2 separate regions of the Mus musculus genome follow, and region 1 is linked to region 2. A link is a contact called in public Hi-C data. All regions are on one chromosome and are shown on one strand. Each heading gives the region's core, a stretch centred on a gene start, on an enhancer-like site or on the middle of the called end of the contact. The rest is flanking DNA. Distances are from core to core; before and after follow the strand shown. Region 1 overlaps Nr1i2 (nuclear receptor subfamily 1, group I, member 2). Region 2 holds the start of Hgd (homogentisate 1, 2-dioxygenase).

Region 1 (6,808 bases), core at 2,190-4,689, 710 kb before region 2:
GGCTCCCCAACTTAAACACGTGCATCTAAATATTCAAAGCTAGCATCTACATATGGGGGACAAATTGCAGGCTTTGTCTTTTCCTCATTCAGAACGATTACTTCTGCTACATCCATTTCCCTGCAGGATTCATTTTTCTTTACAGTTGAGGAATATCTCACTATGTATGTGTACCACATTTTCTATTCCTCAGTTGGGAGAAACCTAAGCCATTACCATTTCCTAGACATTGTGAATAGAATAGCAATGAATGCAGATTTCTGTTTCCTTGAGTATAAGATGAAGGACATTCTTTTAAAAATATTTAATTTTTTGGCTATGTGTCTGATCCCAGAGTCCGTATGATCAGAAGCATTGAGTGTCCTGGGACTTGGTTTCCCAGTGGTTGTGAACTGCCACATGGGTGCTGGGAGCCAAACTCTGGTCCCCTGTGATAGCTGTCAATGCTCTTACCCTCTAAAGCCATCTCTCTAGACCCAGCTGAGTGTTCTTTTTCTATAATTTTATAATATGTTCCTCTTTCTTAAGTTGCCTATTTATATCCTGAGATCATCTTTTTTGTTTGTTCAGTTTTTTGAAACAGGGTCCTATGTAACCCAGGCTGGCCTCAGACTTGCTCTGTAGCTAGGGTTAGCCTTCAACTCCTGACCTCCCAGCCTCTGACTCCTAAATGCTGGCACCACAAGTATGTGGCTTTGTGCCCAGCCTTAGCTCATCTTGTACTGAGCCATTTTCCTCATTCAAAGGAGCCTGTTGCTTGTACATGGAGCTAATCCTTTATTTAGCCGGAGTCATATTCTGTGTCACTTGTTTGACTGCTAGCATCCTTCCATTGACTCGACACAGGAGGACTTGTTTCCTGCTCTTGGTCTTGCTCTGATAAGCTTATTTAAGGAGACTTTTTTTTCAGCCTTTAGAATTAAGAAGGTATTTTAGCAAACTTTTATGACTTAAAATTAGGTTTATAGTTCACATGCGATTATTTCAACGAATTAGTCTAGAAAGGGTTGATCGTTCCCTGACTCATTTGAAACATTACGCTTGTTACCACAGTAAAATAATTGTCTTCTTAGACCCTGCTCCTGAGCCTATCCTACTATGGATCTCATATTTTCAAACTTTTCTCCTGGAGATCTGTTTGGTTTTTAGTTGTTTTATCTGGGCACTGTATCAAATTCTCTTAAGGGTTGCAATAGATACCTTTGGGATTTCTAGATAGAAAGTCATATTTTTTATGTACAGTAGATTTTTACCTCTTCCTTTTCTTATATAGCTTAATTTTTTTCTTACTGTTTTTTTTTCATGGCCATCATGCATAAAATGAACAATATCTGTGACAGAGAACAGTCTTGGGTTGATGTGCTCTATCGAATGGTCCGTATACCATACTTCTTTGCTTGGTTTTTGAGATTTCTTTTTATTGGTGTGGTTGTCTTGCCTGCCTGTTGTCTCTGCACCACGTGTGTGTCTGATGTCCGCGGAGGCAGAAGAGGGCACTGAATTCCCTGGAAGTGGAACTGCAGATGTTTGTGAACTGCTATGTGGACACACTGGGAATCAAACCTAGGTCCCCTAGGAGAACAGCCAGTGCTCTTGACCACTGAGCCATCTCCCCCAGCCCTGGATGCTAGAATTCTAAGGAGTGCTGCACCTAGAAATGCAACATTCTTGCCTTGTTCCTAAGGTTAATGTCATGCTGTAAATTCCTGTTTCCTGGCCCCCTCTGTGGAATTTTTTGACCATGGGGCTGACTCGGCTTTCCTCTAGAGGATTTCAGCACTGAGGGGATCCACCGTTAGCTTGGGAGTCAGTCATGGAACACACGTGGCATAAACTGGAACTCAAGCCAGTGTGATTGTGGGTTTGTCAGGAATTCTCAACGCAGCTATTTCTTCTTACCTCACCTGGAGCCACACCAGAAGAGGCCCTGAGCTGTTGTGCTGGCCTCTGTGGCATCAAACCGAGGCAGGCAATGACCCCGAGGGCATCCTGGTTCATGCTGAAGGCCATGACCTCATCTACCACGCCTCCTTAACCCTTCTGCTTCCAATGTCCCTGTACCATCCCAGGCTCCAGGTCTGGAGGAAATAACCCTTTCTGTGTGGTACTAGTTATAAAACCTGGATTTTCACTTTAATGAGAAGCTTGTCTGTGTATAGAGATTTCTAGAAAATGCCATGCATGGAGCTCATGAAGTCCTTGTCTGATTAACCAAGAATTTAAAAATCCTGAGTGGGTGTTGAGTTTTAGCAAAGCTTTTTAGACTCTCTTAGAGTCTCACTCCCCCTCTCCTCCCCTTCCTCCCTCCCTCCCCCTCCCATGTGTGTGTGTGTGTGTGTGTGCGCTCATGTGTGCATCTGTCTGTCTGTCTGTCTGTCTGTCTGTGCAGGAGGTAGAAGGGAGTAGCAAGGAGAAGACCTTTGGTTTCTGTGATTCCCCGAACGAGCTGTAATCAGCAGGAAAGGGCAGCATTTCCTCCCTTGTAACTGCTTCCAGCTCAACAGTCTTCGGTGCCTCTGGGAGAAATAGTTGAAGGGTTTTCATCTTCGCAGTGAATGGACTTTCTCAGTTAGGTGGCTTATTCCAAGGTGGATGGGTACAGAAATAGAGAAAGGATGACATTAGCAGGAGTGACGGGGCTGCCATGACCAGTACTCAGTCTCAGAGCCACTCCAGATGTTGGTTCTGGACCTGGGGTGTCAGTGAGGCCTCTTTTGCATATGGGACCTCCCATGTGGTCTGTTTGGAGGAGGCTGGGAAAAATACCCTGTTCCCTAGAACCTGTTCACCCACCCACCCCACACACCTCCGGCACTCCCAGAACACGCAGAGAATAGTTTCCCTCTGAAACATGAGGCAAAGAAGCAAATTGAAGCTCCCATGGGAGCACAAACTAACTCTCAGTCTCTCTGAGGGGTTGAAGTGTGAATCCATGGGTGTTGTGGCAGCATGCATGCCCGTAGAGATAGGCACTAGGTCAGAGACCGCGGTTACCTGTTAGATACTGGGCAGGGGTACAGGGTGTACTTGTACTGACAGCCATGCCAGCTTTCACCCAGATCCAGGCAGTCACAAGCCATCTGACCTCTCCCATCTGTTGACTGAGGCCAGGAAGCACAAAGGCCAGCTTTCATTGATAGCAGCTCAGTTCTGTTAGGATGCATGACTTGGGGTTTGCTATCTAAGTGACCTTTGGAGGTCACCTCCATACCAGGGCTAAGGGGGAGGAGTGCTTTGTTTATAATACTTAAACCATTTCAAAACAAATCTTCTTCCGTGAAATTTGTGACTATCCATTTAAAGTACAGATTATCACATAAGTGGGGTCAGGGGAGAAGTCCAGCCTCTGGGCGCCTTCACTAACCCAGGCACACCTCGGAGCCCCTCAGTGTGCCTCATTCCTTGTTCTGTCCATCTGGGGATAAACCCTGCCCTGCCCATGCCACAGACATCTCTACGTGAAGTCATGATTTTGAAATCATTTTGTAAACAGCAAAAGCCTGTGTAAATGTTAGCCAATACATTTACCAAGCTTCTCCTCTTGTTAGACAAAGTTGGTAGTTCTCTAAGTAAGTTCAACTTCCCCACTTTGGTCATCAAATACAATTTTCCCCTGGTTTTTGTTTTATTTACACTCTGCGGTTTCGTCATTTATACAGGCATGCATATAACCTGCTGTCTCCGTTAGTTTCTGTCGTACCATCACAGTTCCTTTGTCGGTTCTCCTCTGCCTTCATTTAGACTGTTATCTCCTTTTCAAGTTTTGTAGTCTCCTTCATATAGTCTCAGTGATCTGGACTGGACATTTTTAGTCACTACTCACTGGGAGACCGGTGCACTTGCACAGCCTCTTCATGGGCTTTGTATATTTCTTTGTATATTGGTTTTAAAAAACAGTTACAAAGTGCATTTCTCGCAACTATTGAAAGATGTGCTATCAGAGCAGCCATCTCCATAACATCCTTTTGTGTACCATTGTTAGTCAGATTTCCAAGGTCTGTCCTTTTCTCCCAGAATGGCAGGTACACCTGCAGCATCAGTGCCACAAGGAGCCTGTCAGAGCCCAGAGCCCAGAGCCCAGAGCCCAGAGCCCAGAGCCCAGAGCCCAGAGCCCAGAGCCCAGACCTGAGCCAGCTGAGAAGCTCCCAGGTGACTGACTGGCTGTTCACTAAAGCTAGCACAGCAGTCCCTGGAGTTCAGCCCAGTTCTAGATTACTGTAAACAGTGGGATACAATGTAACAAGGAAGGTGGGACATCTTAAGGTCCAGGCTCCAACCACACACGGCTTTCTGACACAGTTCAAAATCCATGCCTCTCAGATACAAACGGCTGGATGACCTTGGCTGCCTGTAGATCCCACATGCTCTGCACTGAACTCCAGCTCCTCGCTCCTCCAGGCTGCTTCTCTGGCTTCCCTGTTCTGGACGATTCCATCTGTGCACAAGGCAGGATACTTAAACCAGATCAATATATAGATTTTCCTTGTAAAGGGTTTTTTTTTTTTCCTCTCCTTCTCCTTCTCCTCCTCCTCCTCTCCCTCTCCTCCACCTTCTCCTTTTTTTTTTTACATTTAAATAAGGTTAAACATACTCATACATTTTTATTATAATAATTTCTGGGTTTTTAACAATGCTACATTTGAACTCAGGGTGTCACTCATGGTAGGCAAACCTCTACACAGAGCCACACCCTCAGTTTTGTTTGTTCACATTTCATATATGCATATAACATATTTTATTCCCCGTCCTAACCTGTCTTTTATTTCCTTCCCTCCCCAGGAACGCCCCCCCATCCCTGTCGGCCCCTTTCCCAGAGACATATCTTTCAGGTTTGGCTTTGTGGCCCATTTAGTTTAACCAGGGCTGTCTATTTGGCCATGAGATTGGAACTACGCACTGGAACCTGGTAGGGTCATCGGGGGTACACAAACTGAGGGCAATGACTGCCCTTCTCCCTGAATCTGCCCTTAACAATTTAGTGTGGTTCAGTAATGGGAAGCGTATTGACGTTGTTGTGCAATCCCTCTCCAGATTCGTCATCCTGTGACATCAGATCTGTGTGTCCATGAAGCGCCTCCCATTCCTTTCCCCTGCAGCTATTTAAATGCTTGCTGTTTCATTGAGTCTGGCTATGTGTTCGTCTCACTTAAAGAAAAACCACACATGGTTTGTTTGGCAGTTGGTGCCTTTGGTTTAGCATACTGTCCTCAAAGCAGTAGTATCTTACAGTACACGGTACTATAGCACACGGTAGCACCTTACAGCACGCAGTACTATAGCACATGGTAGCACCTTACAGTACACGGTACTATAGCACACGGTAGCACCTTACAGCACACGGTACTATAGCACACGGTAGCACCTTACAGTACATGGTACTATAGCACACGGTAGCACCTTACAGCACACGGTACTATAGCACACGGTAGCACCTTACAGTACATGGTACTATAACACATGATAGCCCATTGTAGGATTGTAGGACTGACTTCCTTTTAGGGGTTAGCTAGTACTTCATCCTTTTGTTGGTCAGTTCTCCGAAGGGATCATTAGTGTTCCTGGTGATGCTAAGGGTGTTCCCTAGAGCCCTGTACAATTGAGGCAAGGGCTCTACCACTAAAGGCAAATCCTCAGAGGCCCACCATCAATCTGGTGATGACATGAATTCCGTCCACCTTTTGGGTCTGCTGAACAAAGCTACTGTGCTCAAGGCTGTGGAAACGTCTCTTCAAGACTCCAACCTCAGTTGTCTTTACTTAGACCTAGAAGCGGATAATATATTAACTCCATTATTCATTGTTTGAGAACTATCGTGCCATTTATTTTTAAAATACTGGCTGTACCATTTCACACTGCACCAGCAGGTCACAAGGACCTTGGTTGCCTTGCACCATTGCCAATGTCTTTTATCTGCTGAGATAGCTACCATCCTAACAAACTCGGGGCAGTACTGTGTTAAAGCTTTGATTTGCAATTTTTTCTAATGATTATAAAGAGGCTGAACATCTTTTCTGGTCCCTTTTGGCAAGTGATGTACTTCTAGGTTTCTGGGGTTTGGGTTTGTTTTTAAAGGCGTGCCACGTAATGATCATAATTTTTTTTTCTGTTCAATTTCCTGCAACTTGGAGGACACTATTAAAGTGGTTAGATAACAGTCCATTCACTTCCTGCAAATGGTTCTGGCCCACACATTACTCTGTTTGCTCTCTCTTCTGCTTGCAGCCTGTTGTCCTCTTGGAAGCTGGTGGGTGTGACCCTGTATGATGCCACATAGGCACCCCCAACGTGCTACAGAGCCTAGTGTAACAAATCTCCAATCTGCAGTGGCAGCCCTGTGGGAAAAGAACAGTTTGCCAGTTTGTTTTCATTTCTTATTATTTTCCCCAATGTTTTATTTAATGCCTTTGATTATGGCAATCTGTAGGTAAAATCAAAGCAGTCAGCCCTTTAATGGTGCTCTGTCTCCATGGGAGTTTGATGCCCACACTCAGTAGGACAGCAGCGGAATGAGTCAGCAGGCCACTTGTCCCTAGGGGACAATCCCACCATCCCTCACGTGCTCCAAAAAGACCCCCAAATACTTCTTTTTCCCACAAGTCTGACCCTGGTCCCATTGGAAGCCCTCTGGGGTGGGCAGAGGAGCAAAAGGGAAGGCTACTGGGCAGCCTCCTGCAGGTTCAGGCTGGGCAGTTTGTAATAATCCCCCATACAGGGATGAGGCACGGGGGGGGGGGGGGGTTATGGACACTCACATGTGACACCACTGTCCCTTCATGCAATTGCCTTCTTCTGACGGGGTTAGAAAGAA
Region 2 (6,243 bases), core at 1,445-3,944:
GGGGGTGGTGAGATTCTAGATTGAGTGCACTCGAAATGTAATCTCACATGTTTTGTTAGGACCAAGGTAGAAGGTAATCTACAGAGATCTGAAGATAAAGGAGGGGCTTTGAAGATAAAGGAGGGGCTGAGAGCCAAGAAATGTGGACTCTTTAGAAACTGAAACCAGAGAAATCTTCAGAGCCCCCCAGACAAGCACAACCATGCTCACAGTTTGAGGCTGGCCCCGGTGGGACTGATTTCAAATATCTATTTTCCCAAAGTGCAGGAAGAGTGTGCTGTTTTAACCCAGTAAGTTTATGGCAATTTGGTGTAACCCAACAGGAAACCATAGGTCAATGGGTCCTCTCACAGTAAGAATCATTTCAGACCCAATCTAGTGAGTCAAGGGTTTGCTGGTGGGGCCCGAAGTCCACATGTGAAACCAGCTTTTTATTTGAGGAATGGTCAAACAGAAGTGATGTAGTCCAGAATGTAACAAATTCATTTTAAACATGATGCAATTGTTTTAGCTTTTGACTTTTCTTTCTCTAGCTGTGATTTTATGTAAATATGATTTCACGAGAGGTTGACATAGCCATTGAAATGATGGAAGGAATGAAAGATGCTAAATTTTTATAATGTTTATTGATTGGGATGGGTCTGCTTTGATCTGGCTTTCTGTATTTAGATTTCTGACCTCTGAAATAACCTTTCCTTATGGAGATTAGACAGCAGGCTGGGCAAGCCTTTGAAACTGAGAACAAAGGCCAGCATGCCATTTGCATGTGGTAGCGTTTGCATAATAAGTTGCTTAAAAATTGCGGCAGGACAGGATTTTAGATATGATTTATTTATAAATGGTAAGGATGTTTCCTCCCTTGATGAACTTCCTCTTAGGATTTCCATCAGAAAACAAAAACTATTATGAATTCTCCTTCCTCCACATCTTCAACTGGCATAATGGTCCCCATTATCTATGCCCACTTCCCCCTCGATTCTCATCTACATATCGGTCCCCTCTTGGGCACCTCCATCCGTGCAGCAGCTCCAAGACAGCTGAAATACTAGGTTCCTGGGATTCACAGATCTTTCTGTGTATTATGCATCTTCACACAGGCCTTTCCTCTGGTCTAACTAATCCTTTGTCACTTCACCCAGTAACAGCTTCTTTTGAGAAGTTTTTCCCTTCCCAGGCTGTGTTGACTGCTGTGTCACAAACTAACACTGAATGAAAGCTAACTCTAAATCTGATGTGAAAACAAAGGAGAAAAACTCCTTATTCGGGAGTTTAGCACCTTCACGGTATCTACTAATTAGGGACCCTCTAGGTTTACCATCCCAGCCTTTACTGAAAGGCTTCCTGGCCATGTTCAATTCCTGCCTGCCCTACTCAGCTTGAGCCAATGTGCCAGGGCATTCTAGTTATGGTCGTATACATTGAGCACTAGGAAGAGTTTTAGACACTGGGGACACACTTCTTTTCCCTGACCCAAAGGTCCAACCTAGCAGGTGCCACCAACCCTCTTTTGGGGGCCTGCAATTCAAACTCTTGACTTCTACTACGGCCTCCACCATTTACCAGTAGGGACCTTGGATGAGTCCCCTTGTCTCTATGAACCTTGCTTTCCTTATTGGTTTAAAATAGAAAAAAAAAAAAAAAAAAGCATGTACTCACTAGGTTTAGAATGCTAATGGACCCTTAAAACACCTAGCACATGTAGCACGTGGCCTACTAATTCTTCTCAATGGCACGCTAAATAAAAAGTACTGTCTAAAGCTGAGTCTGGACTACCAAATGGCTAAGTAGATGAAGCACACTGAGCTGGCTGGCATGAAGCAGTCCAGGAGGGTGCAGCCGCAAGGATGATAGAGAGCAGTGGGCAAGGAGACCCAGGGAGAAATGCATGCATCCATTTAGAAGGTGAGCTCTTAATAGGTTCTCAGATCCACACGACAATATTAGGACTTAACAAAGGCAAGGATGCTACTGCTTTTTGTCACCTCTTGCTTGTCACCTCAGCTCAATCACATCTACTACCATTGTGGTGCAGTATCTGATCACGGGGTTTAGGCTGAGCTCCTTCGTGTATGTGTGTGTGTGTGTGTGTGTGTGTGTGTGTGTGTGTGTGTACATTAACATGAGCCTACAGAAGCCACAGGGCTAGAAGAGGGTGTCAGAGCCCCTGGACCTGGAGTGTGAACTGCTGAATGGGTTCTGGGAACTGAACTCAGGTCTTCTGGAAGAGCAGAGAGTATTTTAACCACCAAGCCATCTCTATAGCCCCCAACCCACAAGTCTTTTTCAACTCTGACACCAGGAAACCCCACACATTCTTGCTGAAGAAGGCTAATAGACCTGTCAGACATCTCTTCATTCCAGCTCTTCCATCCTTCCTTCCTTTCTCCCCATTTCTTTTCTGTCCTTTCTTTTTCTAGTGTTGGGGCTTGATGTTCCGTCCAGGTTAAGTGACACCCCTCCCCTAGAACACTCTCCTGTCTTAATCCAAATCCAGCCAGATGGTTTCTTACCTTTAACTCTGCCATTTCCCTTCTGCTGGAGGGAGACCCAGGCCAAGGAGTTTGTGAGGTACCAATGTTCCCGTGTCTCTTTAAAACTCCTCTCTGGACGGATGTTGTTGATTTTTACCAGTTCTCTGTGTTTCCTTGGTCGGGAGGTCACTCAGGGCAGAGTTGCTTAACTGACACACAAGTTAGAAACTAGTTAGAAAGTCCAATGTGCTTACATCGAAATTCTTGCACAACCTTTTTTTTTTTTCTTTTTTTTAACCCCAGGTCATTTCTGAGAGCTCCCTCCACCTCCCCAGGAACTGGTCTCTTTCACCTGATATAAACATTGACCAATTATTTGTTCCACTTTAAGGAAGTCTTTTTTTCCCCAAAGGCAGAGGATGTAAAGCTATCTAAGAGTTAGCACCTGCCAGATGTAACAGAGAATTCTCTCTTAGTCCTGACTCAGGTCAGGAAGGTGCAGGGCCAGTATCCAGTGCCCATGGAAAAAAACCTGCAATGTGCTTTGACCTGGTGCAAGCAGCCCGAAGAAGGGCACAAGGACTGGATGCTCTCTGCCACTGTCTCCTGTGCATGAGCTCAGCTCCCAGATCATGAACTGCTGACAGCCTCATGTTGGTTGCATTTAAAGTAAACTGGGATGTTTGCTGTCACTTGTTTTGAATGTGTTCAGTATGCTTACAATTCTTTAGCCATTTGTTTGCTAATGCCTTTACTCCTCTGAAGGCAGACTGCTGTCCAGCTGTCTTCTGAACTCCCTTGTCCCTTATCTTAGCCATTCATGGCTATCACTGGACAGTAGCAACTTTATGACTGGTGGTGTTCAAGGAAGGAAACGTATACGGAGAGACTAGTCTAGGCCAGATTTCCCCCACAGACATTACCTCATTTAATTCCACAAAAACAATTTTGCAAAGTAGGTTTTATTATTCCAAACTCAGATTCGACAGCACAGGAAGGAAATACAGCTGAGTCAGTCAACTTAGCTGATTCTCCAGCAGCTAAATCCTAATTTGTAAACAAATGGGCAAAAAGAAGAGAATGATAAATCAGACTTTTGCAACTAGAGGGTTCTGATAGTAAAGGGCTTATTGATCTGTAAGAGTTAAAGGACCCATCTTGGAACAGAGTCCCCAGTACAGGAATGACACCACTAGAGAGTAGCTAGAGCATTGTTCCTGCTTTACAATAAAATCTGGAGTTAAAGAAATAGGAAGCATTCACACTGAGCCTATAGATAAGAAGGGCAGGACATACAAGGCCACAGAGACTACCAATTGGTTGATTGGTTAGTTCCAAAATCAGATGTAGAGTACCACTGAAGGCCGATCTTCAGCATACAGAAGGGGAGTATGAAAGTGGTTTTCTTTGCTGATTAATCTTGAAGTTTGAGCTTAAATGGCTTCCTTTTACCTCTTTACTTTTCTGTTCTCTGGCATGTAACTTCTTACTGTAGGACACCTCAGGATGGAGGGAAGGAAGAAAGAGAGAGAAGGAATGAAGGAGGGAGGGAGGAAGGAAAGAGAGGAAGGAGTAAAGGAGGGGGTGGAGCGAGAAACCATCATAGTAACTACAAACATTGCCTAGATTCTCCCTTATGTGCCCCTTGAACACAACTTTACTGTTCCCTCTGTCAATAGCATCTTTAGCTGGCCACAGTGGCATACACCTGCCACCCCAGCGCTTGGGAGGCTGAAGCAAGAAGATTTTGAGTTCAAGGCCAGCCTGAACAACACAGTGAGACTCACTATAAAAAGAGTCAAGAGATGGAGCCTTTTTCTTCTCTGCATCTTGGTAAACATGATGTTGAAAAACATAACACAGTGACTTGAAAAATTGCACAGATATGTGTATATTTCCTGCTACCTCAGACTAATATGTAAAGAGGTGGAACTAGCTTCCAGGGGCCAGGCAGCAGCTCCACAGCCCATCCTATCTGCCACGTGTGGTTGAGGCAATCCAGGTACCAGATGGCTGCAGACATGTAATTGATTCCAGGTGAGACCAAAAGAACCATGAGGTAAACCCAGCCCAGTTCGGTGGCTGAAAGACTTGGGAAGAAACAGAATGGCATACCCTACATTAATGAGTTTGGGAGTGGTTGATTAACAGTATAGATAATTTAACCATACAGCTAAAAATTATATGTTCAGGTCTAAAATGGATCCAGACTGCCTATCTGAGTTCATGTCTTTAGATTGTGGGACTAAGCAACCTTCAGAGCTCAGGACTGTGGCATACTGTAGTTGCAATGCGATGGTTTGCTTGTGAATGAGGTTTTCCACATGGAGGGCCAGCCCCGTGGGCATGTTAAGAGAAATAAGGGATGTACGTACAAACTCGTGGACTAATTTCTGGCAGGCAGCTTACAGGGAACCACAGTGCACGGATATATGACATTATATGGCATATAAACTCTGGGTTTTATATACAAACTTAGTAGTGGATGGAGACCCCTGTATTATTGAGGCTAACTATACAGTACACAGACTTGAAACATAGTAGATTCAAGGAAAGGAATTCTTGCATGCCTGAGTTTATGAGAACCTTGGAGCTTCATTACCTACTGCTAACTTTCTCTGGTGGTTAAAAAGACAACACACAGGAGCCTATGAGTGACAGGGAACAGCCTCGGTGCTGTGCTTTTCTACAGTGCCTGCTTGAAGGCAGGTTTATGTGTTTCACAGCCGAGTGTGGTGGCACATGCCTTTTAACCCCAGCACTTGGGAGGCAGAGGCAGGCGGATTTCTGAGTTTGAAGCCAGCCTGGTCTACAGAGTGAGTTCCAGGACAGCCAGGGCTACACAGAGAAACTCTGTCTTGAAAAACCCTATATAAATATTAATAAGTAAAATTTTAAAAAAAGTGTTTCCCTGCGTGAAAGACAAAAGGAATCAGAAAAGCCTGGCTGGATAAGATTTGATTTAGGTTTCTGGAAATGTTTAAATCAAGATTAACCTATTAATACGATTTAGGAAGTTCTCCTATGTAGGCTAACTTAATTTCCTTCCTTTTCTACTTTTATAACAATGATTCAATAAATTATTTGCTTTGCAATTACTATGTCAGGTATTGTGAGGTAAACATACAGCGGATGAGAATAATGAAAACAAAACAAAACAAAACACAGGTATGGATGACCTTGATTCTTTGTGTAATGGCTTGCCATTTTAATTAACCGAAGCAAATATATATATATATTTGACAGAGAAATGGAGGGTCAGTACACTGTATGTGGGGCAGAAATGGAGGGGCAGTGTGTGTGGGGCAGTGTGGCTGAACTTAGGAGTGGGTTGTGTCTCCTACTGAGAAGCCTTCCAGGAACAGGAGTGTTTGGGCAGATTCTTGAAGCAGAGGACACAGAGGTTAGCTGTATAGGAGAGCCACTTTTAATAACACACCCAGCGGAAGGATGACACTGTCAATGTTGGGGATATGTGAGCCAAGAAGCAAGATTTGAAGCTCGCAGGCATCCCCTTGCTTTCTCATCTAGCAGGTTGGAACGGCACTCTCCCTGGAAGATCCCCAAGAAAAGGTCTAAAGGAAAGCATCAAAAGCAAGCATTCTAAATGGTGCTGAGGATGTCATCCGAGAGACTTGGAAGACTGAATCAGGTGGTTCGCTTTAACCTAGGCTCCAGAGGCTGGCTTTGGGCAACACAGTGTGACCCCTGACCCAGAAAAACAACAAAAACCAACCCCCAAACCCTCAGCCTTCTCCCCTGCCCCCAACTG

What was found. A called contact is a pair of places that touch in the nucleus more often than the background predicts.
Region 1: a contact with region 2 is called in a Hi-C map of liver, with 6 times the contacts expected there. The contact joins the enhancer-like site here to the promoter of Hgd in region 2. A contact is called at or near these places in 3 of 39 promoter capture datasets (the 3T3-L1 cell line and liver) and 1 of 484 Hi-C or Micro-C datasets (liver).

The regions. Positions count from the first base shown.
Region 1 is chr16:38,284,217-38,291,024 of GRCm38.p6, reverse strand. The region is part of intron 1 of Nr1i2 (nuclear receptor subfamily 1, group I, member 2); the gene reads left to right. Among named protein-coding and RNA genes, the nearest start is that of Nr1i2, 7.2 kb to the left of the region's middle. Within about 2 kb of position 3,439, at least 16 of the 459 cell types and tissues checked have an H3K27ac peak or open chromatin away from gene starts, as enhancers often do. A contact at or near this core is called in liver, where this site is marked.
Region 2 is chr16:37,576,604-37,582,846 of GRCm38.p6, reverse strand. Hgd (homogentisate 1, 2-dioxygenase) reads right to left here and starts at 2,694. Exons shown (of 14, transcript NM_013547.3): 1 at 2,511-2,694. The coding sequence starts at 2,525.